4 separate regions of the Mus musculus genome follow, and all the other regions are linked to region 3. Evidence: chromatin contacts called from public Hi-C data. All regions are on one chromosome and are shown on one strand. The core of a region is the stretch at or near the end of the contact, and the rest is flanking DNA. Distances in the headings are between cores, read along the strand shown. Region 1 overlaps Lrmda (leucine rich melanocyte differentiation associated). Region 2 overlaps Lrmda (leucine rich melanocyte differentiation associated). Region 3 overlaps Lrmda (leucine rich melanocyte differentiation associated). Region 4 overlaps Lrmda (leucine rich melanocyte differentiation associated).

What was found. A called contact is a pair of places that touch in the nucleus more often than the background predicts.
Region 1: a contact with region 3 is called in a Hi-C map of pancreatic cancer cells. The contact joins two enhancer-like sites. A contact is called at or near these places in 1 of 484 Hi-C or Micro-C datasets (pancreatic cancer cells), 1 of 115 datasets of contacts at active chromatin or transcription factors (a colorectal cancer cell line) and 1 of 9 other capture datasets (adipose tissue).
Region 2: a Hi-C map of uterus shows a contact between it and region 3, with 2.9 times the contacts expected there. The contact joins two enhancer-like sites. A contact is called at or near these places in 6 of 39 promoter capture datasets (the 3T3-L1 cell line, 3T3-L1-derived adipocytes, hippocampal neurons and 2 more), 5 of 484 Hi-C or Micro-C datasets (all in uterus), 1 of 115 datasets of contacts at active chromatin or transcription factors (vascular smooth muscle cells) and 3 of 9 other capture datasets (adipose tissue, embryonic trunk and pancreatic islet).
Region 4: a contact with region 3 is called in a Hi-C map of uterus, with 2.9 times the contacts expected there. The contact joins two enhancer-like sites. A contact is called at or near these places in 19 of 484 Hi-C or Micro-C datasets (3T3-L1-derived adipocytes, the HL-1 cell line, the N1E-115 cell line and 9 more), 4 of 115 datasets of contacts at active chromatin or transcription factors (embryonic forebrain, embryonic midbrain, embryonic stem cells and 1 more) and 5 of 9 other capture datasets (adipose tissue, embryonic tail, embryonic trunk and 2 more).

The regions. Positions count from the first base shown.
Region 1 is chr14:22,724,510-22,730,404 of GRCm38.p6, forward strand. All of the region lies in intron 5 of Lrmda (leucine rich melanocyte differentiation associated), which reads left to right. It overlaps Gm30926 (a long non-coding RNA gene), which reads right to left. Exons shown (of 3, transcript XR_383249.2): 3 at 4,489-4,889. Among named protein-coding and RNA genes, the nearest start is that of Gm30926, 74 kb to the right of the region's middle. Within about 2 kb of position 3,257, at least 13 of the 459 cell types and tissues checked have an H3K27ac peak or open chromatin away from gene starts, as enhancers often do. A contact at or near this core is called in pancreatic cancer cells, where this site is marked.
Region 2 is chr14:22,744,301-22,750,865 of GRCm38.p6, forward strand. The region is part of intron 5 of Lrmda (leucine rich melanocyte differentiation associated); the gene reads left to right. The region is part of intron 1 of Gm30926 (a long non-coding RNA gene); the gene reads right to left. Among named protein-coding and RNA genes, the nearest start is that of Gm30926, 54 kb to the right of the region's middle. Within about 2 kb of position 2,076, at least 45 of the 459 cell types and tissues checked have an H3K27ac peak or open chromatin away from gene starts, as enhancers often do. A contact at or near this core is called in uterus, where this site is marked.
Region 3 is chr14:22,584,883-22,590,771 of GRCm38.p6, forward strand. All of the region lies in intron 4 of Lrmda (leucine rich melanocyte differentiation associated), which reads left to right. Among named protein-coding and RNA genes, the nearest start is that of 4930405A10Rik, 45 kb to the left of the region's middle. Within about 2 kb of position 3,034, at least 56 of the 459 cell types and tissues checked have an H3K27ac peak or open chromatin away from gene starts, as enhancers often do. A contact at or near this core is called in pancreatic cancer cells and uterus, where this site is marked.
Region 4 is chr14:22,443,152-22,449,523 of GRCm38.p6, forward strand. All of the region lies in intron 2 of Lrmda (leucine rich melanocyte differentiation associated), which reads left to right. Among named protein-coding and RNA genes, the nearest start is that of 4930405A10Rik, 96 kb to the right of the region's middle. Within about 2 kb of position 2,265, at least 23 of the 459 cell types and tissues checked have an H3K27ac peak or open chromatin away from gene starts, as enhancers often do. A contact at or near this core is called in uterus, where this site is marked.

The DNA of each region.
Region 1 (5,895 bases), core at 2,007-4,506, 140 kb after region 3:
AGATCTCTATGGTAAACCCAAATCCAAGGTCATGGTTTTCATAATATCTACAAATATTTCAAATATGCATTAAATTCTAGAATGTAATAATTTCACTGGGATGTTGAAAGAGGTTTGTTTATTATTTTCCCCTTTATCTAGCTGACTAAGAGATATATAAGGATCTGCTCTTAAGCATGTACACGTGTGTGTGTGTGTGTGTGTGTGTGTGTGTGTGTGCGCGCACGCGCGTGACTGCATGCGTGCGTGTGTACATAGGTACACATAGAGGCCAGAGGCTGACTTCAGATACATTTTTTTCATTGCTCTAAACCTTATGTTTTAGAGACAGTCTTTCATTGAACCTAGAGCTTGTGTTTTCAGCAAGACTGGTTGGTCAGCAAGTTCCCAAGATCTACCGGGCTCTAGCTGCCACCCAGTTGTAGAGAATATATTTGTGCACCACTATACCTACTGTTTTGTGTGTATATTAGGGATCTAAACTCAGACTTGTTTGCCCAACAAGCAGTTTCCACCCTGAAACATCCTCCTAGCCTCCTGGGTCTATTTCTTGACTGTACTGCTGGTATTTTACATCTAGGAACAGAGCCCAGCAAAAGGTTTCTCTGTTCTTCCACCTCTTTATCCTCATCTCTGAGTGTCAATCATCTATGGCAGCCTGACTATAGAAATTCCGCATAACACAGGTGAACTGACTTTAGAATATAGGTTAGGGTGTTCCAGGGAGTTCTTATGCTTGTGGATGCTTATCCTATCTGTTTAACAGCTGTTTGGATCCCTGATGCTGCTCCCGCTAGAACTGGTCAATGTTGACATTATTAAATGGGTAGAGTATCCTTGGCCATTCTTTTTTCATGCCAAAAATCTACATGACAACCCTTTATTGTTCCAGATTTTTAATGGGGCTTGGACAGTATTCCACTTCACCAAACTTCATTCCTCTCAAATCAAAACCTACCTGTTTCTATGAAGAGCCTGCAGCCTTTTGTCAGGAGTGTGCCATGTGCCATAGGTCCCACACAGGGTACTTTACATACATCTTGTTTTGTTGCTCCAGCAGCTTTGTAAACAGAAGTTCCATCATCCCCACTTATAGGGAGAAAGCCACAGCTCATGTTGGTGAAGTAATTTGCTCGCAGCAAGGTGGTCAGGCAGAGCTGAGATTCAAACTCGAGCCTGTCGGACTTACTAATTGGTGCTTTGAAATTCTGTTCTGTGCCACAACAGGGGTAATGAATCAGCCAAGGAACCCCAGGAAGGTGCTAACCTACTATTGTACATAATTGATCAAAACACTCGCTGTGAACGAGTGCTGTATTAGATACACTCTACCAGGGGGAAGAGAATAATTACAAGTGACCACAGTAGATTCCTCTATCTGGTCGATTTTAACTTTCTCAAGCTCAAACCAGCCTTTAAGGTACTCTGTTTTTAAGATTGAGGGCCGCTGCCACCAGACTCAGCTAACCTGAGTATCTTATATCTTTGCGGCCCAGGAAAGGGGTAGGGTGCTCCCGGTCATTCTCCCTTCCACTGGGTCTTGTTAGCTGGCATGGCACCCTTTTATTGGTTTAAGTGTTTGTTTTTACAGAAGTGTTTAGTTTTGGGTTGTGGCTGTGGGTAGGGGTAGTCATTAGAAAACAATGCCAGAAGGGTGTGTTGCTCGTCCATATGACCTTGTGGGCAAAGTAGGATGGAAACTTCCTTTAACCAGTACAACCGAGTCACCTTACTTTGTCCACAGCCTCCATCCCATCATAAGATAAAGGACCTGATATCTCTTCTGCTAGTAAGGAATCGTCCCTCTAATCTGCCCATGTACTGGCTGCTCTCTCCAATACTGTAAGAGAAGTGTGACAAATTAGGTGTAGTAATTGGATAGGTGGGCAAAGAATGATTCACAAGTTGAACTGCTCACAAAACCAGGACAGATTGAAATATCCCTCCTGATCCTGGGGTCAGAAAACACTGCAGGGCCAACCCAATTGGATAGAGTTTTGTAGTTGTCTTATTTGAATCCAGTATAAATGTTTAGTTGCTGCCAATGGTTGAGATGTAGCTGCTGTGACTGGCTGAGACTTAGCTGTATTTCTGAGAGTATACTCTTAGGTTAGGGTTACATTTACTGTACATAGGAAGTTAGGTTGCAGCACATTAATAAGAGTCCAGTATGGAGACCTCTATAAGCCAAATTTAACAATAGGATACAATTAATCTCCTCGTGCTTTTATGCTTGTTTCTCTTGTCCAGTGTTTGCAGCCATGATCCAAACGCCCAAGCCAGTAAACATAAACTGTCAGTTTTGTGACCACCAAGTTAAGTGCTTTGGGAGGATTTAATAAAGAAATGGTTACTCAGCAAAGAAGAAAGAGAGAGACAAGAGGGAGAGGAGGAAGTTGTGTGGGCAATTTATGAGTGTAGACAGACATGCAAGGTAATCTAAAAAAAAATGGTAACTTCAGATCTAAAGGGATCTGTGCACAGTTTATATTCATAGCTCTTTAAAGCCTGTTTCATTCTAAAGAAACCCAACCTGGAAATGGAGGATGACATTGTGTAAGAACTGGGAAGTTAAGAAAGATGAAGTGAGAGTCTCCTGGGAGGGTAAAGACACAGATCTCAGTCCTGGAGCTCAATGGAACCGATTCTGCCAACAACCTGGATGAACTTGAGCAGACCTTTCCCAAGAGTCTCCAAGTGGGACCGTTGCCCAGCCAACACCTTGATTTTAGCCTTCCCGAGACCTGAGGCAGAGCAGCCAGCTGAGCCCCTTGTACTTTTGGCCTACAGCTATGAGATCATAATTTTTTGTTCTTTAAAGCCACTAAGCCCTCGGTAATTTGCTAGAACTATGTAGAAAGCTGAACAGGAGGCCACTTCCTTGTTCATTTTTGTACTTCAGCATCAGCATCACCACCCACTCCCTCAGCCCCTTTTAATTGCTGAGACAGGATCTAACCCAGGCTAGTGTGAGACTCAAGGTTATTCTCCTGCTTCAGATTTCTAAGCACCAGGATTGCAGGCATGCACTACTATGGCTGGCTATTTCCCATTTCCCCCAGAGCACCTTCACTGTAGAGACTTCATCCTGGCATCTGAGGCCTTCCACACTGCAGTTCAATCCAGAATTCACCTCATACTCTCCTTTTTTCCAGTAAGCCCAACCGAGTTTCTCTACTAAAAACTACCATGCTTTGGGCCACTGAACACTTCCTTAGTCATGGCCTTGACCTCACAGCTAGAGCCATATGAGTCAGACTGGTCTTCCTAGTGAAGTGTAACCTGCCACAATCACTGCCACATTCCAAAGGCTACTATATGTATTTGTCTTTGGGCTTTGTCTTTGGCCCTGTATTGCTGCCTTGTCCCTCTCCTAAGGGCTCTGTGTACTCGATAATGGCAAGGATGAATGTATATATTGATCTATATGTTACTTCTTCAGGTCTAACACAAGAATCAGCATGCTGGATATGACCTGTCAATGGGTGTGTTGTACTCAGGAAAGCCTTTTGATTTGTGTAAGCACTGCACTTTTTCTTGTTTGTGGTCAGGTTTAAGTATCACCAGAGTGATAACTCCTTCAATGTCATGACATTGAGCTGATTTTTTTCTTCAACTTTATCTTAGTAGCTCTTTGAACGTCACTATTTTGGTCTCAAAGAATGGATACTTTGCAAATGTGGGACTCATCCCCTTGTGCTTGTGACTACTTCCAATGTTGACAGGCCATCTGATGTAATTTCTGAGCATCAACGTGTATATCACTTTGAAATTATGTCAATTCCTTTGCTAACGACACTGACCAAATATCTGACAGAAGCATGTAGGATTTTACAGGCCAGTCATGCTGTGGGAAGCCACAGCTATTGGTATGAGCCAAGCTTGTTCATATCTAGACTGTAAATCAAAGCACATATTACCTACAAAGCCGAAGGTTCACTTCTGCTAGTTGGGCCACAACCCCAAAGGTTATATAACCTCTCAAAACAACATCACCAGATGAGAAACAAGTGTTCAGGCCCATAAGCCTTTAGCAGGTATTTTAGACCCAAGCCCTAATAGTCACCTACCTTATACATGGAAAGGCAGCAGAACGCTTGGGCAGGGGATCATAGCCATGGGATGGACTGTAAGCCTTTGACTTTTTCTCACTGTAGCTTTCTATTCTTCATTCCATACTAAAAAGACAATTTGATGGATGAAAGCACTGGGAAGAGGCTAGAGATTCATAAAAAGTGCGAACACATACAGCTACAAATGAGTGGGCAGATCCACCACCTTCTCTCCAGAATCAAATCCGTCTGCCATCGGCATGCACAGGGTAAGATGAGACAGGCAGAGCTGAGCCTTGGCTTAATTACACATAATTTGGGTGGCAGCTGAAATGCAAACCTAAACACTCAATCAGCTAAAGATACACAAAATTAAGCATTTCACACAGTGTCCAACCCCTTCAATCTTTATTAATACTTTAATTATGTTAATTATACCATGGTTTCAAGCCCCGCTACTACAACACGCAGGGGGTGGAGGTGGGGGAAGAGGCAGACCTCTCAGCAACACAGCTATGCGATCACTGTATGTGAATTAAAAGTATGAATTGAATACAAAGTAGGGGAAATCACAGATCCATAATTCAGCAGTTTGCTCGCTCGGGCTCTTCACACTCCTTTCCTCCATGACTGACAGTGTTCCTGGAGGCTGAGCCTAAGCCCCTCCCACTTTTGACATGCAATATACATAGTAAGTGCTCAGTAAACTTTAGTCAGCTTCATTTCTGATTAACTCCAATGAGATGAAACAGTATGTTTAGAGATAAAAGGAAAGGCAGGGGAAACGATAACTTGTTCGCAAGATGAGAGGTGTGGGTGCCAGGAGTGGGTCAGGATCTGTAAAAAGAACACAGGACAGAAAATGATCAGGGCCCCAGAGGTTCACCATGTTACTTTGAAGTCCTTCTGGTGTCTGGTCCTATTCTTCCCCTGCTGTCCCTGAACAATGAGAAGAGCCACAGGACTATGGCCCTCAAACTGCTCTTCTTCTCTGCCACCATGAGGAGCCCTGTTGTAGGGACCTTTGTCGGGGCATGAGGAGTAAGAGCTCTCTTGAAATCTGTGTGTCTTATGTGCTTCCCAGCTAAGGCTTCCTTTCCAAGAACCTGCTGGAAAGCAGTCTGCAGGTTCCTCCTGTAGTGGCGTTCATGTTCTGCAGCCTCCTGCCCACCACCTTTCTCCATTCTGCATTATGCTTTTCTACCCTTTGACAGACGACCTCGCTATAGCAATGCCCTCTGGCTCTAGGTGTATGTGCCTTGATTTTTCCTCTCCATTCCTAGCCTCCCTCCCCATGGATTTATGTCACATCTCCTATGCTTTTGCTAAGCCTCTACTGAATTGCCCTTCCTCCTACTCTGAAATGACCCCTGACATCAATGACAATTCACTAAATCTAGGTCAGGGTTACCTTCTCTGTGAAGCCTTCCCAGCCCTAAAGTAGTCAGTGAAACTTACTTGTTTCCAAATCCCCATGGTCCTCAGCATCTGACCAGTTTTACTTTTTGGCTACAGATTTTCCTGAAAATCTGGGTTCTGGGGTGAAGAGGCTTCCAGCCATCTCTGCAGGTGCATTCCCCCACCTTAGACTAAACACACAACTCTCAAAACACATACGTATTTGACAAGGGTTAACCGCATAAAATCAGTCAATCTATTGCTAGGGAGAATTCAGTTGCCCAAACTGCTCTCATCAATAACTGTATTTTTTTTTTAAATCTCTGCCGTAATAGTTTGCTGAGCAGAAACAAAACTCAGCAAACTATTAAGGCAGAGATTAAAAAAAAATCTCTGTCATCAGAATGACTTGTACAGGATAGGATTTTAGGCTTGGCTGGACAGA
Region 2 (6,565 bases), core at 826-3,325, 160 kb after region 3:
TAGAAGATATTGTTGCTTACAGTGATGGGTTGACTATTTGCCAAATATAAGGCAGGATTAGGCTAGGATATAGTGTTGAGGTATAGAAGGGGAAGTTCATTGTTTGGAGGAGAAAATTAAAAAAATATCTACATGAGGAAGAGTGTTCAGGCTGCCCAGAGATCTGCAGGTTGCCCAGGCGGTCAACATTCTTGCCATATGGCTGGTGTGGACACTGGAGAGCAGGGCAGATGTTTAATAGGAATTGTTGGTCGTGATTAAATCCTAAATAGCCACATACAGTCAAGACTGTGCTCAGAGGGAGATATTGAACCTTCTAAGACCTTCTTAGAAATAGGATCCTAGAAAGCAAAGCTTTGGAGAAAGAAATGAACTAGTCCCGTTGGTAAGTGTGGGAGCTAGGAAGTACTTGGGCTAGATTCAGGATACTTGGATCCTTTTCTTTGATAGCTGCTGTCAGCACCTAACCTGAGTGACCTGTTGTCTTTGACATTGACTGGGGTGCCTAGCCAGTCCAGAGACTCAGTCTGCTCTAACTAAATCACTTGCGTTTCCCTGAAATCCAGCAGCACAGCAGAGCTGGGGGTCAGGGGGAGCTGCCTCTTACAAGCCCATCAATCATTGCCTATTGAGTCAGTTGTCCCCACAGAGAGGAAAGTTGGCATCAGAACCAACGCTGTTCAATGGTGCTGAATCAAAGCTCAAAAGCATCACCCCGCATCTGAAGTGACTGTGGGTCTGTCGGTAAATACTAGGAGAAAAGACTTCCTTGGCTCTAATTCTAGCTCTCGGTTCTACAAAAGTAGATAAAATCTGTGGGAAAGATGAGTAAACACCATTAATTAAATGAGGTATTTATTCTTGGCTTAAATTAGAAAAATTACTTTAAGAGCAGAAAATCTCAATTAAAACAACCAGCCTGATTTTATTTTATTTTTCACTGTTCAGAAATGGGGAAGAGAGCAGGAGTAAAACAAATATATATTTAGGGATGACACCATCTTGGCATTTCCAAGCTTTCGTTTCTAAATATATTCTTTATCTGAGCTGTCTCCCAATACTTTTAATATAATTAAAAGCACATAATGAGTGCCAGACTTGTCAATTCCAACAACAAAGTGCTGAGTTTTGCAGTGAAACTGAGAGATCCATCTCCCACACATTGTAATGAATAGGTTCATAAAAGGAAAATAGTTTAATTACATTTTAGTTCATGGATTGTTAATAGGCTGGAGTATCTAAATTGAATAATGTGATTCTGGTAATAATTATGTGTAAATGAACTTGTTTAAATGATATTTTACAGCTTCTTTATAAAATTACAGCTAGAGGCAATCCAGTGATAGACAGACAAAGGCCATGCAAAAATTATCATAAACTATTAGCTTGTTTGCAAAGGGTTTTATGTTAATCTTTTAGTACTTAAAGCAATCTGCAATTAACATATCATGGGGAGCTGCCTCAGAGCAAAGGCATGCAAATTGAAGTGCTTAGATAAAAAGCCATTCATGTTGGGGGTGAAAAAGAGAGAGAGAAAGAAAGAAAAAGGAAAAAAAAAATCAAAGAAAGGGTGGTAAAGTGCTCAGAGGGTGCTGGTTGTATATCTGAGATTAGGGAGGTGTAATGACTGTATTATCTAACTATGGTTGTAATTAAAGCGTTTCTCTTGCACACATGACAATAGACACCACATTGATTTCAGGGTTTTAATTGTGAAAGTCATTTTATTTCAGGGCACAGGATAGGAATAGCTTGAATCAAAGGGCTAGAAGATTGCTTTGTTGATAATATGTGTTCAACAGCTGCCTGGCTGCTTAATACACAAGTGGGAGAAGGCAGCAAGAACCAAGTGGGAAGTGCTGAGGATTGTGAGTCTCCTGCTGGCTGCCTTTCCTTTTATGAAAAAGGCAGGGAGCTGGGTACTGAGTGTAAACAAACAGGCTTTCAAGCCTCACCCCTTCTTTCCTCCCTAACTTGGCAGAACAAAAGAAGTCTTCAAGGGCCCTGAACTAACTCCCCTTGCTGCGCCTGGGAAGCAGCAGAAGCTTATGCCAAGTCATAAAACCATCCTCGCTGGTGGAACTAGCACCTCGCTAATGGAGAACAAAGGTCTGTGAGGGGCTGTGGTAGCTAGGATCACACGTACCCTCCTGACAGGCACAGTTGACTGGGAGATCAGGTTATTTACATTACATTACAGTTCTAGCCACAAAAATCTTGCACTCTCTTAGTTTGAGTTTAAGGGGTTCCTTATCAGAGTCTATATACAAATTCCAAGTGGGAAATTAAGTGAGGGAAAGAAAATCACGTCCAATCCCAGAGCAAAGGGAAGACTAGCAGGGAAGGGAGCTAACTCAGCCGGGACTTTCTGCAGTATCACATCCATCACATCCATCGTATCCAGGGGTACTTTTTTTTTCTTAACAGTTCAAAGCACTGGTGAAACTAGTGAATTCTTTCCTTGCTACTCATCTGGAGAACAGCATATTTAAAAGTGTGACACTGCTAAATAATAGTAGACATGGTTTGCAGGTAAGTGTACCTTTAACTGATACAGTTTAAAATGACCAGAAACCAAAATGTAAAATAAAATAAAATGATGATGATGATGATGACAATGATGATTTATTTAGTGAGTATTGTCCTAAGCAGTACTCAGTTTGTTACTGACTCCTCATAACAACATCAAGGAGGTTCATGGAATGCTCTCCATTAAAAAAATAAATAAACAAATGGTACTACTAATAATAACAAAACTAATAATAAATAAACGGAAACCAAGGCTCAGAGAGACCAAGAAAATTGCCCAAGGTTGCACATCTAGTCAAGTGGCAGGTGAAAACAGAGGGAATCTTCGATCCTTTGGTAGTCTATAAAGTCCCAGAAGCCTATTCAGATTAGTGATTTATAAATAGAAAAATAAAAATATTATGAGAAAGCAGAATAATCTTCTTAAATATCTTGCTATAGAGATATGTAGGGGGTCAGTTTTGGTGATGTGAACCTTTACTCATAGCAGTCAGGAGGCTGAGACATGAGGATTGCTGTGTTCAAGATCACCTTTGGATATATAGTGTGTTCCAGTCTAGTCTGGGCTATCCAATGAGACCCTGTATTAAAGGAGGAGGTGGGGGAGAGAGGGAAGAAGGAGGAGGGAGGAGGAAGAAGAGGAAAAGCAAAAGAGGGAGGGAGGCAGGGAGATACAGAGTGAGGGACGGATGGGGTAAAATCACAGCTTCCTGATTTCTTCATTCATGGGATTCTTTGTTGATGCAAAACCAATATCTGAAAACCAATCCAATAGATGCCGTCATTCCAAAGAACTATGCTATCTGATGCAGTTCAGATACGGTCAGCCTATTTTCCAGTTCCAAACTCCTGGCCGACCTGACCTTGTGCTTAGCACTTTTTGTCATCTCTGTCTGCCAGCTCATTCCAGGTTGCATTCTTACATGCATGACCTGAGATTTCTCCATGAAAAAGAAGCCTACACAACCATGGTTCTAACATTTTTTTAGCAGAAGAAATCTTGGTTTAAATTGCATCTTCTAATGATCGTGAATAGGTAATGCGATTATGACATCAACATGGCCAAAATGCATGTAGAAGATTGAATATCTCAGGTTTCCCTCATATTCCACTGAAGTGCAGGAGGGCTGGTGAGCACTAAGGTTCTGGTCAAGCAGTTAGGGAATGCCCTGGGGAATGACCTCAGCACTCTGGCTTTCCATGTGGCATCACAAGGAAGGAAAGGCAGACTTCCAGGACCAGGACACTTGCCACTCACAAGCTTCGTGACCTAAGACACACGTGTTCCCTTATCTATAAAAACAAAACAAAAGAATTAACATCGCAGACAGTTGGGATGGCTCAATGTAGTAATGTTTATAAAATTCTTATGTAGAGTGTGATGTAAGACTATGCTTGATCAGTGATAGATTTATTATAGTAATTTATGCCATTGGCTTTCTAGGACTACTATAATGAAGTACCGCCATATGAAAACATATTCTTTTATATTTCTAGAAGTCAAAATGGTGTCAGCAGGGCTCTGCTACTTCCCAGATTCTCTAGATCAGTGGCTAGATCAACCTGTGGCAAACTTCTATTTCCAAAAACATTTACATTATGATTCATAACAGTAACAAAATCACAGTTATAAAGAAGCATCAAAAATAATGTAATGATTGGATGGTCACTACAACCTGAGAAATCATATGAAAGGGTCATAGCATTAGGAAGGGTGAGAGCCATGTTTTAGATAAATCTTACTTAGCTTCTAGGCGTTGCCTAATTCAAGCACTACACCATTGTCTGCATCTCTTACCACATGCCCTGCATCTCTTACTACCTGCCTGTCTTCTCCTTGGATATCTTCTCCCATGGTACTCTTTGATTTGTGCTTTCACATCATCTTACAAGATCAATTGCCAAGAGCTGGGGAGCAAGTTCAGTCAGTAAAGTGCTTGCTGTTATAAAAGAGAAAGAAATAAAAATATGTTATTTGGGGTGTGGTGAGGTGTGGGGGAAGGGGGTGTCTCAGTGGTCCCATGTCAAGGCATCCCTTTCCCTGGAGGGACCAGCCACAGGATGGTATACTATAGAATAGAGTTTATTTAGGGCATGGGGAGGGAAGTTAAGAGGGTAGTAGAGGCAGAGAAAGGCAGAGAGAATAGAGAGAGGCTGGCCATGAACATGTGGAGAGAGAGGGGATGGATGGGAATGGGGAAAGAGGGGGAACAAAGGGGAGAGAGACAAAGGAGAGAAGCAGTAGAGAGGAGAGAGAGAGAGAGAGAGAGAGAGAGAGAGAGAGAGAGAGAGAGAGAGGGAGGGAGGAGGGGGCAAGCATCCCTTTTATAGTGAGCCAGGCCTACCTGGCTGTTGCCAGGTAACTGTTGGGATGGAGCCCAGACAGAATACCAACATTTGCCATTGTAATCATGAAGACCTGAGTTCAATCCCCAGAATGCACATTAAAAAAATCTAAATATAATGCTATGTGCTAATAATGCCAACACTAAGCATGGAGACCCACTCCAGGCCACTGAGGGCTGTTGTTTCCAAAACCAAGGTGGATAGTACCTATGGAATCTCTCTAAGGTTGTCCCTCAGCTTCTACATTTAATGACATATATGTGCATATGTGCACTCACACCTGTAGAAAAACACATTCACACATAGACATACATGGGACACACAGAAACATACACATACACACACATGAGCACACCCATCACATTGGATTAAGGAGCCCAATCTCTAGTATAATTTTATCTTGAACCATTGTACCTGCTGTGATTATTTCCAAATGAGCTCAAACTTTCAGGCACTGAAGGTTAGTATTATCCTGCCTTCTAAGGGGATACAGTCCAACCTATAACAACTAGGGACCTTTGCAACACAAAGTCATCTGCATGACTGTACCCGGGGCTCTTTGGGTCCCCTGTCTTATGAGGCAAAGCCTTAGCCTGTCATCATACAGGTGTGTATGCTCTGTGGAATTGAGTGAGGGACAAATCAGCAATTCTCCTGTATTTCAATCCAGAGAAAACAAGTGAGTCTTAGGCCTTTGCTGAGAGCCTTGGAATAGAGAAGAGGGAAAATATCTCTAAACAGCATCGTGCATACTGCTTAGAGGTAGATGGTTCAATGCCTTTCACAACCTCTCAGCCAAGTCCACATCAGTAGACAACCAGGGTCCTCCCATCCCTAGAATGGACAAAATGTTTATTTAGCAGTTCTTAATTGAGTTGATATTTACTTATGATGGTAAGCAGATGACTAATTTATTGCTGAGTTCAAGTAGTCAGACAGTGAGGAGATCATTATGAAGAGAAATTAGAATAGAGTTCTCTGCACATAATGATATCGGGCTTGGTAACAAATACTATTACATTGTGCCCAGAACTTATTTAAATGTATTGGCCTTTTCTCTTACATTTAGTAGTGGGTGGCTATAGGTTAAGTTGACACCTGCTAACTCTTTTGGTCCTTGAAAGGGAGGCCTGGGAGATAGGCATAATTGTGTCCTTTCATATTTGGAGATGGTAGCAAGATTAGGAACAATTATGCCATTACAGAAATACTTGCGAGTAAGGAAGTCCTAAATTTCAATCATGCTATGAAATTTCTTCATAACTCAGAAATTTGGGGACCCTGTCTCTCTAAACTATGTGGCTCTGAGCCTCTTGGAAAGTTTATCTTGGCTCAAGCCTTTCTTGAGAATGCCTATAAAGAAAAGTCAGGAAGTGACATCACATTGTGATGAGAATAGGAGTTGTGGCATAAGACAGCACTTGGCTCCCATCCCAGCTGTGATGGGCAGAGGGGAGGGCCTCTAACAGGAGCCTATCCTTACCCTGGAGCCTGGGAGTATGAGTTGATTCTGAAAACAAGTCTGCAGATATAACAAAGGAGCATAGGTTGACATAGCCTTTCTGTGTGTGTGTGTGTGTGTGTGTGTGTGTGTGTGTGTGTGTACATAGATATGTGTGTACATTGCCTACATGTGTATCTGTGTACCATTTGCATGTTTGTTGCCTGTGGAGGCACCCCAGAGTCAGAG
Region 3 (5,889 bases), core at 1,784-4,283:
GCAGCCATGAATGATTTATAAGTGAATATACCTGACTCTCTTCCAATACAACTTTATTTATATGATAAGGAAGGGGATTAGCGATATCTTCCCTTTGGTCTCTGTTATAAAAGGATGTTGTCCTTAATACCCTACTCAAATCAACAGAGGAGAAGGAAATACTACAGTTGCAGCTGGGGCTCTTGGGACCTAGCTCTGGAAGGGTTGGGAAAAGAGGCTAATGGTCTGAGAGGGACTTGTCCTACTGGAGTTTAACCCTGCTGATCTACAAAGAAGTGTAGTGGGAGTAATTACTGTGTATCAGGCTAAAAATATAAGAAATACTGACCATTATTATAGATTTGTAAGAGAAAAACAAATCCAACACATGGACATAGATAACATAAAGCCGAGGTTCAATTGTACCTCTTTAGAGGAATTCTGTGGCTTTGGCTTCATCTCTAAGTTTCATGATTAATTTTGTAGAGTTTCTAGGCCTAGAAAAAAAAAATGACCGCATGAAAGTCCATCTCCACTTGGAACATGTTTCAAGCATGGTGTGATGTCATAGATGTAAGTGTGACTTCTGATGGGAAAAACACAGCTGCCATCCAGCCAGGGCAAGTTGCTCATTTCTCATGTTTAATTGCTTAGATGTTGAATGACGTCTGGACCACTCTTTTTCAACTTTGAATCATGAAATTGTCTGATACAAGGCGTGTGAAGGGGTCACTTTAAACCTAGTACCTTCTTGTATCTACATTTTTGGAATAACATTTCTCATTATAATTATTAGTGCATATTAATTATCAGGTGAATGAGATTCACTGTGATATTTTCATATCATAGTATATATTGCTCTCACATCTTCCTCTGTACCCACCACCCATCTCCCTGCTTCTTCCGGCACTCGTACCCTTCCTCAGTGGTATCTCCACCACTACTTGAAATTGTATTTCTTTTCTATTTAATTCTAGTTTCCATGTATAAGGTAATGCGTGTGACACCTAGTCTGCTCTATGTAATGATATTTTGGTCTATGCATTTTTTTGCAGACAACATGACTTCGTTCTCCTTTGTCGATAAATAATACTCAATTATATGTCAAAATACATTCTTATCTTTTCATCTGTTTGTAGGCACCTAGACATCCTCCATCTTGGCTATTGCTAGCACTAAGTTTAAGATGTATTTTGAAAGGTCAAGTTCAAAAATGTTTACCTAATAAACATGTTTCACAAATGAAACATTGTTTGAATGTTTCCTTTTTACTTTCTGACTTTTTTCTCCATATTTTTGTTCGATTTGTAAACCACATGTAACTTTTATATGCTTATAAGTATGCATTTGTATTACCTATTTATGTATATATATATACAGACACACTCACACATGTCCATTTATTCATTCATGCAACCAAACATAATATATGAATACAATTATAGATAAATAATTTTTTAGGATGAGAGAGAGCGAGGAGCAGGGAGAAAGACAGGAAATAGGATGAATTTCCCATTTGTTCTGTTTGGTCTCAGATATAGAGCTTAGAGAGGTGAAAAGGGTAGAGAAAGGCAAATACTTCACTGTTGATTTTGTAACTGGGCAGCTTGACAAAGCAGACTAAGCTTCACTGTATGGCAGTAAGATCTGAAAACCTAATGTGGAGCTCCATTCCAATAGGACGACTTAAAACAGGGATGGCTGTCTAGATCAGTGGTCCTGAGACAACTTGGAGTCAGCTCAGCCGCTATGATTCTTTTGGCAGCAGACCACGTTTTACTATGTGACCCCATGTTATACATTCCATCATTTGTGTTCCTCTCACTGCTATAGACATGTGTACATGGAGAGAAGGATTACCACTGAGCAAAAGCAGAGTCCTTGTCTCTTGAAGCTGAATGCAAACCTCAGTCATGGGAATGTGGCTACGTGACTATGCTGGGGTGTTTGGGATTACTCTCCCTTCGTAGGTATCCGATCCAGTAAGCCAGTAGCAACTATCATCCAGACTCAATCCAAGTCTGAGTTGTGGGTCAGTGTTTTTGCAGTAAGTTTGTTTCTCTAAGAGCAATCCTCGTGTATCCACCTTGGCAGTCCCCCAAGCATGTCCTCCCCGTCTCAGGTCTGTGTTGCTGGCAGGATGTGAGAGATGGGGCTGAGAAGGCTGTTTGTTTGTGTATTTATGACAATACTGCCTTGAGGGACAGGAATCAAGAGCCTGCACACAGCCCAAATCACATCTAGCCACAATTGCCTTTGAAAACCTATAAGTTATCCACACAGTGACTGGTAGATGCTCACACTTGGAGAAAAGGCAGCCACCAGGAACAATAGAGGTCTTAAATGTGTTCCTACTCCGTTACAAATTCACTACATCATCTTGTGAAATGCTGGACTGGTTCTCTAATGTGCTTAAATTTTTTATTCATTTTATTTTAATTGTTGACTTGAAAAGCACTCTTCCCTGTATTTGGAAGAGTGAGATGTGGCCATGGCATAGCTCAGCTCTGTGGTCTTTCCGCAGGCTTGATTTCTTCATCCTGGTTGGTGATTCATTTACCCCTGAGAAGTTTTAGGGTTTCACAATATGGCTTTTGAATCCAGAGTTCCTGTGGCATATGTGTTTAAACAAAGCAGAACAATGGCCTATCCCACGTTGGGTAAACTATTTTCCTGCCCCTTCATCCACAAAGTGTGAGGTCTACCTTCTCTCTGGCTGTCACGGAAATCATCATAGTGGAAGCTCTATGTAAATTTGTACGGCATTTTTGCTAGCAAATGACTTAAGCAATGAATGATACTTCTACAGTTTACTGTTTTTCACTTTAAGTGTGGTTTTGAACAATGCTTCATCTATTAATCATTTAAGCAATAGCATTCAGAAGCAGGAACCTGTGGTTCATTTAGTGCTGTTGAAAAAAAAAATTCCTATTGATTGGCATCCTCTGTGGTCATGTGATGTAATATTTATGTCACCCAGCCATACATCAAAACAAGTGTGTCTGCTGTTTTGTTTCCATGGGAGATGTTGACTTCAAAGTTTTCAGCTCAGGCTTAGTTCATGTGTGACTAACCACCAGACCTGGAATGGGAAATGACTAGGTTTGTGTATATTGTTCTCTCTGTTCCATCTTTCCTACCCTTTTCCCAGTGCCTAACCCTTTGGCTTCCTCATTTACCTTTGTGTACATAGTTGGACTTTCTTGGCATCCATCCCCACAGTAATACAGGCTCATTAAATTTCTCTGTGAACATGGGCGTACTACTGAGTGGTTGAGCAGAGCCCGGGGCCTGTTGTTGTAGGAGTATAACCATGCCTGGATTCCCTTAGCCATTTGTGTTTGCTCATGGCTGAGAAGTGAGCGGGGTCTGAACTCATTTGCATTTCGCTGTGTGGATAAGGCACTGCTGTTGCATGAATATGAACTTGGGCCTCTTGCAGATTTTGATACCATACAAAATGCATATAGAAAGTCAGGGGTGGAAACCTGGGTGCTCAGAATAGTTTCTCTCTCTCTCTCTCTCTCTCTCTCTCTCTCTTTCTTAAAGATTTATTTACTTATTTATTTTTATGAGTATACTGTAACTGTCTTCAGACACACCAGAAGAGGGCATCAGATCCCATTACAGATGATTGTGAGCCAACATGTTGTTGCTGGGAATTGAACTCAGGACCTCTGGAAGAACAGTCAGTGCTCTTAAACGCTGAGTCATCTCTCCACCCCCTTCCTATTTTTTTTTTTTTCTTCTGGCAGTTTTTTTTTTTTTTTAAGAGAGAGAGAGAGACTAAGAGATAGACTGATTTGCTGATAGGCAGAGAAAGGAGAAAGGAGAGAGAGAGAGAGAGAGAGAGAGAGAGAGAGAGAGAGAGAGAGAGAGAGAGAGAGAGACATGACTAGATAATAAGGTGGTGAAATTCCAAGATGGCTGATTTCTTCCTTATACTCCTGACCTGAGAGAAAAGCCTAGGAGCTTAAAAGAAAGATTTTTTTTTTTTTTAAATCTCACCACCAGGGAACTCAGCCTATGGACAAGTTCAAGGCCACGCCAGGACCTGTTTACCCCAAAGATACTGACCTATTTGCCTCCTTGCCTTTGTTCAAACTAAGGAACTCTAAACTTGGGGAAGAAAGACTCCTCTCACAGACCCTTAACGCTTCAGTCCTGGAGGAGATCTGAGTTTAGCTTTCCCCGTTGCCTCTGCAAAGCAGGGCATCTCTTTCTTCATGTGCCTGCCTTCTGTGTGTTTCCTCACCCCATAAAAGCCTTTCTTTGACCGCTGATTCTGTCTGCTCCTGTTCTATGTTCAGGATTTCTCCACTGCATCCTGCCTCACTCCAGATATTTCTTGTTTTCTCCTTCTTCATCTGGCAGAGAAAACAAACCCCGTGAAGACCCCTGGATGCTAACACCTTCTTATCTTTTCCTTCAAGAAGAATGATGGCTGAAAGTCAGCAGAGACTTAATGCCGAACATCACCTTTCAGACAAGAAACCTGGGCTCTCAGGCTTGACGCTGGTCTTCTGTGGCTTAGCTCTGTTGTGCATTTTCTTTCAATTTCTGTCCCTTCAGGCTCTGGTTGTTTCCTCCAGTCCCCCACCCCACTCCACCCTCTGTATTCCTTAAAACTTTAAATTATTTAAAATATGAGGCCCTTTCTTTGTTCCCTGGTAGGCAGCAGCCTGGGGGCCTGCCCAGTGTCTGTAGCACTCCACCAAAGGAAAGGTAGGAGGGACCCTCTGGTGGTGTCTGGGGCCACCTTGGGCTGCCACCCAAGGCTGTTTCCCACTAAATAGGAGCTGTAAAACCTGTGGCTTATATAAACCAGCTAGCATTCCCCAGCTAATCTACAATCTGGGCTTTGATGATCACAAGAAAGCAAAGGTCACGACCCAGAGATCAAAGCGACAGAAGCCCACACAGTAATTGCCGGTTACCCTCCATACAGGCCCTTGGACTGTCCTGTGGGTGTATTGTTTGCACAGAGACTTCAAACATGCTGTCAGTGAACTGAGAGCAAAATCAGCTGGCCTTTGCCAGTTGTCAGGCCAATTCATTAATGCTGGAGGTGCGCTCACCTCAGCTCATTAGAGCGAGGTCATCACCATCATTGTTGTCTCTCAGAGCATCTGGAGCCGTCCCACTCAGTCCTTTGTTCATGCTGCCTTGGTCCTCATTGGTGTTTTCTGACTGCCTCTTTCTGGAGGTGGGAGGGGGTGGTCATGCAAGGCATTCAGGTGAGTCTGGTGTATCAAGAAGGGACTGTATGCATCTATTTATTGTCAATCAACTTTGAGCACAGAGACCCCAAACAAATTAGTGTTTGAAGGAGGCGAAGGCCCATTCTCATGACTCAGATAGAGAAAGTAAGGCTCAGGAAGGTAAGCTCAAAACCTTATAGCCCAAGCTATCTGCTCTGCCCTGAAAGCTCCCTCCACCAACTTTTCATGGTGACAACCTCTTTTCCTTGGCACCCTGCCCCCAATCTCTAAGAGCTTTGGTCTCTCAAAGAAGCTGTGTCTAAGCCCTTGCTGTTTTCTCTCATTAGTCAAACACCTTTAGCAGTTGATCCATGCTCTCAAGCAGCGTGAGATGGCCAGTAGTATTAAACAGAGTTGATGTAATCCAGTTGACAGGCAGGAATCACATTGTCTTGTTGGCATCCTTGCCCTGTTCTGTTAGGTTGGGAATGGGAGGGCAGGGGGCGGGGGGGGGGGGTGGCGACTGAAACCATCCGAAGGCTCATCCATAGCTGCTTTCAAGGCACCAGGCAGAGGATCAGTAACTTGTACTTTGTCTCTGCACTCTCCGTGTATGGGAGTGAGAAGATGTTGGGAAACAAAGGGAGGAAGCATTGCTTGCCATAAGTGGAATGGATAAGCCATCCAGTACTCTGGAGCCTGGCTCTCC
Region 4 (6,372 bases), core at 1,015-3,514, 140 kb before region 3:
CCTCCTACCTGGTCAGAGGTTTAAAATGCCCTGCAAGAGAAGGGCAGGATTGCCACAGTGACCTGAGTTCTCTTGTCAATGCCATTGCTTGGACTTGGCAAGGAGAAATTGGGTCTCAGAATCCCCTCTGGGAGCAGGGAGCTAGTGTCACCTTGATTCTCCTGAAGCATGCCAAACAGGTTCAAAAGTGTGAGCCCTGGGGTATGCCAAGGATAAGTAGCTCTCTTCCTTACCCGCCAGCTCTGAGTCTGACTCCTGAGGAGGGGAAAAGGGAAACATGATTTAACTAATGAGGATATTTCTAGAAGCATGGCACCCAATGGGGCCGTGAGTCAGATGAATTACCAGCTAGTATAGCAATTATCCAACAGTCCTGTGGCTCTCTTGGATTTGGAGAGGACTGTGAACCCTTTGCCAGATTTTCCATGGCTGTTATTGACTTGGATAACTGTGGAATGATGGGAATTGTGCTACCCTCATAAGGAAGAGGCTGAAGTGCGTGGACGGCTTTGTCCATTGTCATTGGTATGGATACTGGCAGCAGTCAACCTCATGGTTCTGGGCTGCCCTGTATGGTGCAGATATGGCTACAGTAAGAGTTTGGTTTTTCTTTTCTGTTCTTTTTTTAAAAGTTTTGTTTATTTATGTATATGAGCACACCATAGCTGTCTTCAGACACACCAGAAGAAGACAATGGATCCCATTACGTATGGTTGTGAGCCACCATGTGGTTGCTGGGAATTGAACTCAGGTCCTCTGTAAGAACAATCAGTGTTCTTTCCAGCCCTGAGTTCTTTTTTATTTTCTAGTATGGCATTTGTTTTCGTGTTGCTTTTATTTCTGCCAAGGGCCATATCATTGGTTAAGCCAGACTATTGGTAAATGCTAAGAATTTCGATCTAAGGTTGATCAGGCATTTCGTCAGTTATTTGGCATTTAGCTTATGATGATAAAATACAAGAAAATTCTTATAGGGAAATTTCAGTTTTTGCATATCTGCAGTTCTGTTTACATATTTTTGCATTTTCAGGGGATGGAAGTGGTCTCCACGCTCAGCGCTGTTTTTCCTTTTAAGTGCTGTCTCTTTTCGATACCTTCAGGCTCACCCTTCACCAAGCTTGTCATCTTCCCCAGGAGAAGTCTGTTGTGACGTCACAATGTAGCCCACCCACTCTCACTCCACATTCACATGAATGGCCTCGAGGGTTGCAGTGCACTATCGTTGAGGGCAGTTCTGACTTTCAACTGAAGAAGCCAAAGGGTGCAAACCATGCTCTAGCATTCGGGAACTAATAACTGACTCCGTGATTAAAACGGCAATAGATCGTTTGAAATGTCCTGCTGGCTTCCCAGCCCAGACAAGTACTTTGAATGTTTTTCTGACATTTAGGAAGAATGGCAGCTTTTCTTCCCCACTATATAGAGAAACATGCCAAACTCAAGGAAACCTCGGGTTTCCTTTTTAATCGTATTTAATTCAGGCCCAGTCCTTTATAGAGCTCAACAGTGTAACTTGGAACTTTCCAATTTTTAATTTCACCATCTTCTGTCTTTTTTAATGCATTTTGTCAGTGTGGAAAGCCCTCTGGTGGTCAGAATGATTCCTATGTGGCTCTTTTGCATGAATGGAATAAAATCAAGTTCATGGTAAAAGAGCTAGGTTCAAATCCTTCATCTCCTTTTCTTGTTTCTCATTCTACTTAAAACTATAACACACACACACAGACACACACACACACACACACACACACACACACACACACACACTTTTCATCAGAGCAGGGGATCCTGAGGCATTTTTACTCTAACAGCATCTTGGTGGAAAAATAGAATGAATGCAATTCCCTTATCGACATGCAAATCCCGTAGCAAGGATATTAGTGCTAAGTGCTGTGTCACTCATGACTAAACTTGAGCATGTGGCACAAAGGGGAATGGACATCGAGGTGATTCTCTCATTTTTTTAGAGGGGAAGATGGGGGCCCAGAGAGACATGATTTGTTCAAGATGTTGTGAACAGGGAACAGAGCCTTGAGGAGCAGCCAAGTCTCCTGTACTCATTTTTAGCCATGTGGTTTGAAGCATATCGGAGTTGAGTCATGCCCATAAATCCTTGGTCTCCCCATCAGGTCCCAAGGATGCCAGGTCTCAATAAACTCAGGCATGGAATGCTTCTCCCCAGGCAAATTTCAGTTCATACACCATTGGGTTGCTTTGTTCCTTGCTTGGAGCAAGATGACAAGTAGGCGTTTCCTGCTGTAGTTCAGAGAGTAGACTCAGTTGGCTGTGGGGGCTGAATGTGGCATGAACAGTCACCCTGAGCCACCCTCACCATCTAGAAGCACATTTTGGAAAGGGTATGCCGGACAGCACAATTCATCAAAAAGATGAATGACTGATGGGTGACCTATGTCTGGTGTCCTAGGAAGGCAGATATCTCAATGATGCAGAGCAGCTGGTCTGCTCTGAAATTGGCTGGAAAACCTGGCTTGTCCTTCCCTTGCCTGATGCCGTTGCTCAGGCTTACATAATTTGTCTTTGTTTGAGTCCTTGGCTATGACTGGGTCTGTAGGCACTTTCTTGGCATATCCTTTTCGTGATATGATTTCAAAGAAGCATGGGAGATATGGTGGGGTAACTGCAGCTCTCCTGGTAGATGCTTACCTCAGTTCCTAGATACAGTAGAACAGTTCCTAAATAGCAAAGACACCAGAAACTGCAGGAAAGCAAGCATATTCAGGAATGACCTAGAATCTTCTAGCATTCCTGTGCTGTTCCTCTGGTCACTGGTGCATTTTCCAGAGAGATTACTGAACCTCTTCACTGAATCCAGTGCTAAGCTTCACAAGAGCTGGGATGGGTCTGCAGTGTGTGCCTGAATAAGCATGTGCAAACTAGAGAGAGGAACAAATGAAGTGTGGGCTCAGCTCACATAGCCTGGTCCCAGCCCAGCCAGGAGGTGGGGGATTAAGTTAAACTGTGCAACCTTCTTCACTTAGCATGTGTGATTTGAATTCTTATCTACTGTGCCAGGCAGAAAATAAAAGGCAGACCCCACCTTCAAAGAACTTGAAAAATGGGTTTCTTTGTGAATACTTGCCAAGTATCTATGACAGCCCAGAATCCTGCTGGGCGCTTGAGGCAGGCAAGCAGGCTGCAGCAGAAGCTGTGGGTGTCCCTGCAGTATTGCCATTTCCAGTGCATGGCCCTAAAACTCCTTTGCCTGGAACAGGACAGGTTAGGAATGTCACTCAAGAGAAGCCTTGCCTGTGCCAGTGACAGTTTTCTGTCATGGGGTTAGCTCGGTGCCTTCTATTCAGCCTCCTGTGTCCCCTGAGCTCTAGGAAGGTCCAGCTGCCCACAGTGCTACAGAGCTTGATATTATTTGTGTGTCTTTCCTCCTTCCTCCTCCAAGGTCCTTTCTCTTGGATCTTTATTTTTATCATACATGCTAAGGTATGTCTCACAGTCTACAAATTCCCTTGGACAGAGGCTGGTCCTGATAGATGCTGAGGAGTTCAGGGGTGAAGGAACAAAGTGGAACATCTTTTGCACATAGGATCTTGGAAGGCTGCTTGGAAGAGGATACATCAGAACTAGGATCTAAACATGGCTAAGGTTTTTGCTAGGAAGCTGTGGAAAGGGAGGGCTTTCAGGGACAGCTTTTGTAAAAGTCTGTTAGCAGAAGCTGGAGGCACAACAGTTGGAAAAATTTAAGTATCTGCCATGATTCAGGGTCTGTGGGGGAAGAGGTTCAGGAATGGAAGAGCAAGGTATATATGTGACAATGAATGTGGAGATTATGACAGGGGTCACTTTATTTATTTGAATGTGAGACCAGGGTGTGTAGAGTTTACAGTGTGGATATCTTACACTGGTGTAAGTGTCCCTTTACTACCATGAAGAAGCAGGAATCATGTACACAAGGAACAGAAATTTAAGTATGAGATTATGGTGAGGCCTCTGATTGTTGGTGAATTTTCAACCAAAGAGAAAGAAGTGTTTAGAGCAGTTGGAGAGGATCAGGAAAGAGGGAAGGAGAGTCGCATATAAATAATGAATAGACTCTAGCTAAGGGAAAGGTCAAACAGAATATCTCAGTACACACTAAGGTCAAGAAATAGGGATGATCTAGTGCCGGGATGGAAATGGAATTGCTATGGGCCCCTTCCTGCCTAGATAAAAATGTCAAAATTTGCTTTTTATAACCCAGAAGAAATGCAAATATATTAGTAACATGTATTAAAAGAGGTTATTTATCCTAAAGCTAACTGATTTTCCTTATTATTCTGTTTATTATTTATTGACTTGGTGTACGTGGACATATGTGCACAAATGCATGCCAGTGTACACAAGCAGAGGTCGCAGAGAACACTGAGTGTCCTGATTTATCGCTTTTCCCCTCGTTCCCCTGGCACAGAGATTCTCACTGAGCTTGAAGCTAGCCCAGCAGCCAGCAAGTTCCCATGATCCCTCTGGCTCTGCTCCTTACACTACCAGGCTCAAACACACACTTGCGGCCATGTCTGCTTCATTACATGAGTGCTGGGGATTTGAACTTAGGCCCTCCTTCTTGTGCAGTATGTATCCTTACTCACTAAGTATCCTACAAGCTCTCCCGGTTCTAAGAGAGGAGGGAACATGTTTGGGTTGCTTATATTCTCCGTGTCCCTAGACTGTGCACCTTTGTGCATACTGGAGACTCCAGGCCAGATGTGCATCTTTAGGTCTTGGTTCCTTTCCTGGAACTACAGGTAGCTCTAGGATTTCTAGCACTAGAAAGAAATGTCAGGGCTCCCATGTGTGAGTTCATCAACAGGACATAGAGGACCAACCATGAAAGAGTCACATCTAGATCCCACATCAGGACGACCCTAGCAAAAATCCAGTAGTTTGGGCTTTTTGTCTGACTTATGGAAGCAGGCTCTATTTTGCCTGGTTTCCCTGGCAAATAATTTAAGGATGCACTGCTCCTCTGAAGCTCCGCCCTCCTACTGTGGAAAGGTGAACAGTCCCAGGGCTTGGCCCTCTCTACCTGCACTGCCACTGACAGTCTCTGACATCAAGAAGCACCTTCCTGTCTCTCCCTGTTTCTTCAGAGGTGCTCACAAAAAGGGAGCTTAGACAGCAGAGTGATGCTGTCAGAAAAAGGCCTTGTGACAAAGCCCGGGTGAGAAAACCGCCCAAGGGTTTCTTTCTTCCTTCATTTTCTCCTATTTTTTCCTCCTTCTTTTAAAAAATAGTCAAAGCACATGCAACACGTGCTTGTAAAAGGATCAGAAGGAGAGAGAAAATTGCAGCTGAAAGGAAATCTTCCTCCCCTGCCTTCCAGCTTCTCCTGAGCTTCCAGTTGTTGTAGCTGCTAGTTTATAATAGTGGGTGTTTGTGACTGTGCTGGTGTGTGGTACTGTGCTGAGGTTGCCACATAAGTGTGTATCTGTGACCAGGGATGTATTTTTTATGTGAACGTTTATGGTAGGTTTGCATGTTCATGTGAGGATGTGCATGTGTGCCTGCAGTTGGATGTGAATGTGTTTGCAGGGGTGAGGGGTCAACAATAGGTATCTGCCTCTGTCACTTCTTATGTGTTTTAGAACAGGGAGTCAGTCTCATACCAGTTCTGCTAGAGTGGCCAAACTAATGAACTCCAGGGGTGTGCTTGTCTCTACCTCCCCAGAGCTGGGACTATAGATGCAGTTTGTCATGCCTGGCCTTTATGTGGGTGCTAAAGATCCAAACTCAAGTCCCCATGTTTGCACAGCAAAGCACTTGTTCACTTAGTTAGGTTCCCAGAACCAGAAGAGACATGCTTCAATAGGTATGATTTTAGTTTGTTCTCCTAAGTTAGGAGCATGATTAGGTAAGTGAATGTGTTCTTTCTTCGTAGCAGAACTCCCCTTTCTGATAAGATAGACACTACATTAGTGTTCTTTCACAGACTCTGAATGGTGATTAGCATGTCCTAGACAAGAAGTCACCTGGAAGTCAGTGTATCAAAGAGGTACCCTGTGCTCCCAGGTTCCAGGCAACAGTGTTCACAATAACCAAGGCAGACTCACCTGACATGGAAATCAGTGGGATGCTTGACCTCAAAGGCAATAAACAGTCAGAGTGAAATATTACCTAGCAATAAAAAGGCAGGAAATCTGACTACTTAGGTGAAAACAGATAAAACAAGATACTATGTTAAATGAAAGGAGGCAGGGGTAAACAAAAACAACAGCAACACAATATGCCCTTATATAGAGAAGCTAAAATAAGTTGATCTTATAAATGAAAATCATAGAAGAGGGGTCATTCGATCAAGTAAGGGGAGGTGAGGGTGGGGACTGAGGGATTGTGGACAGTAGGTATCAAGCATGGCAAAGGAGG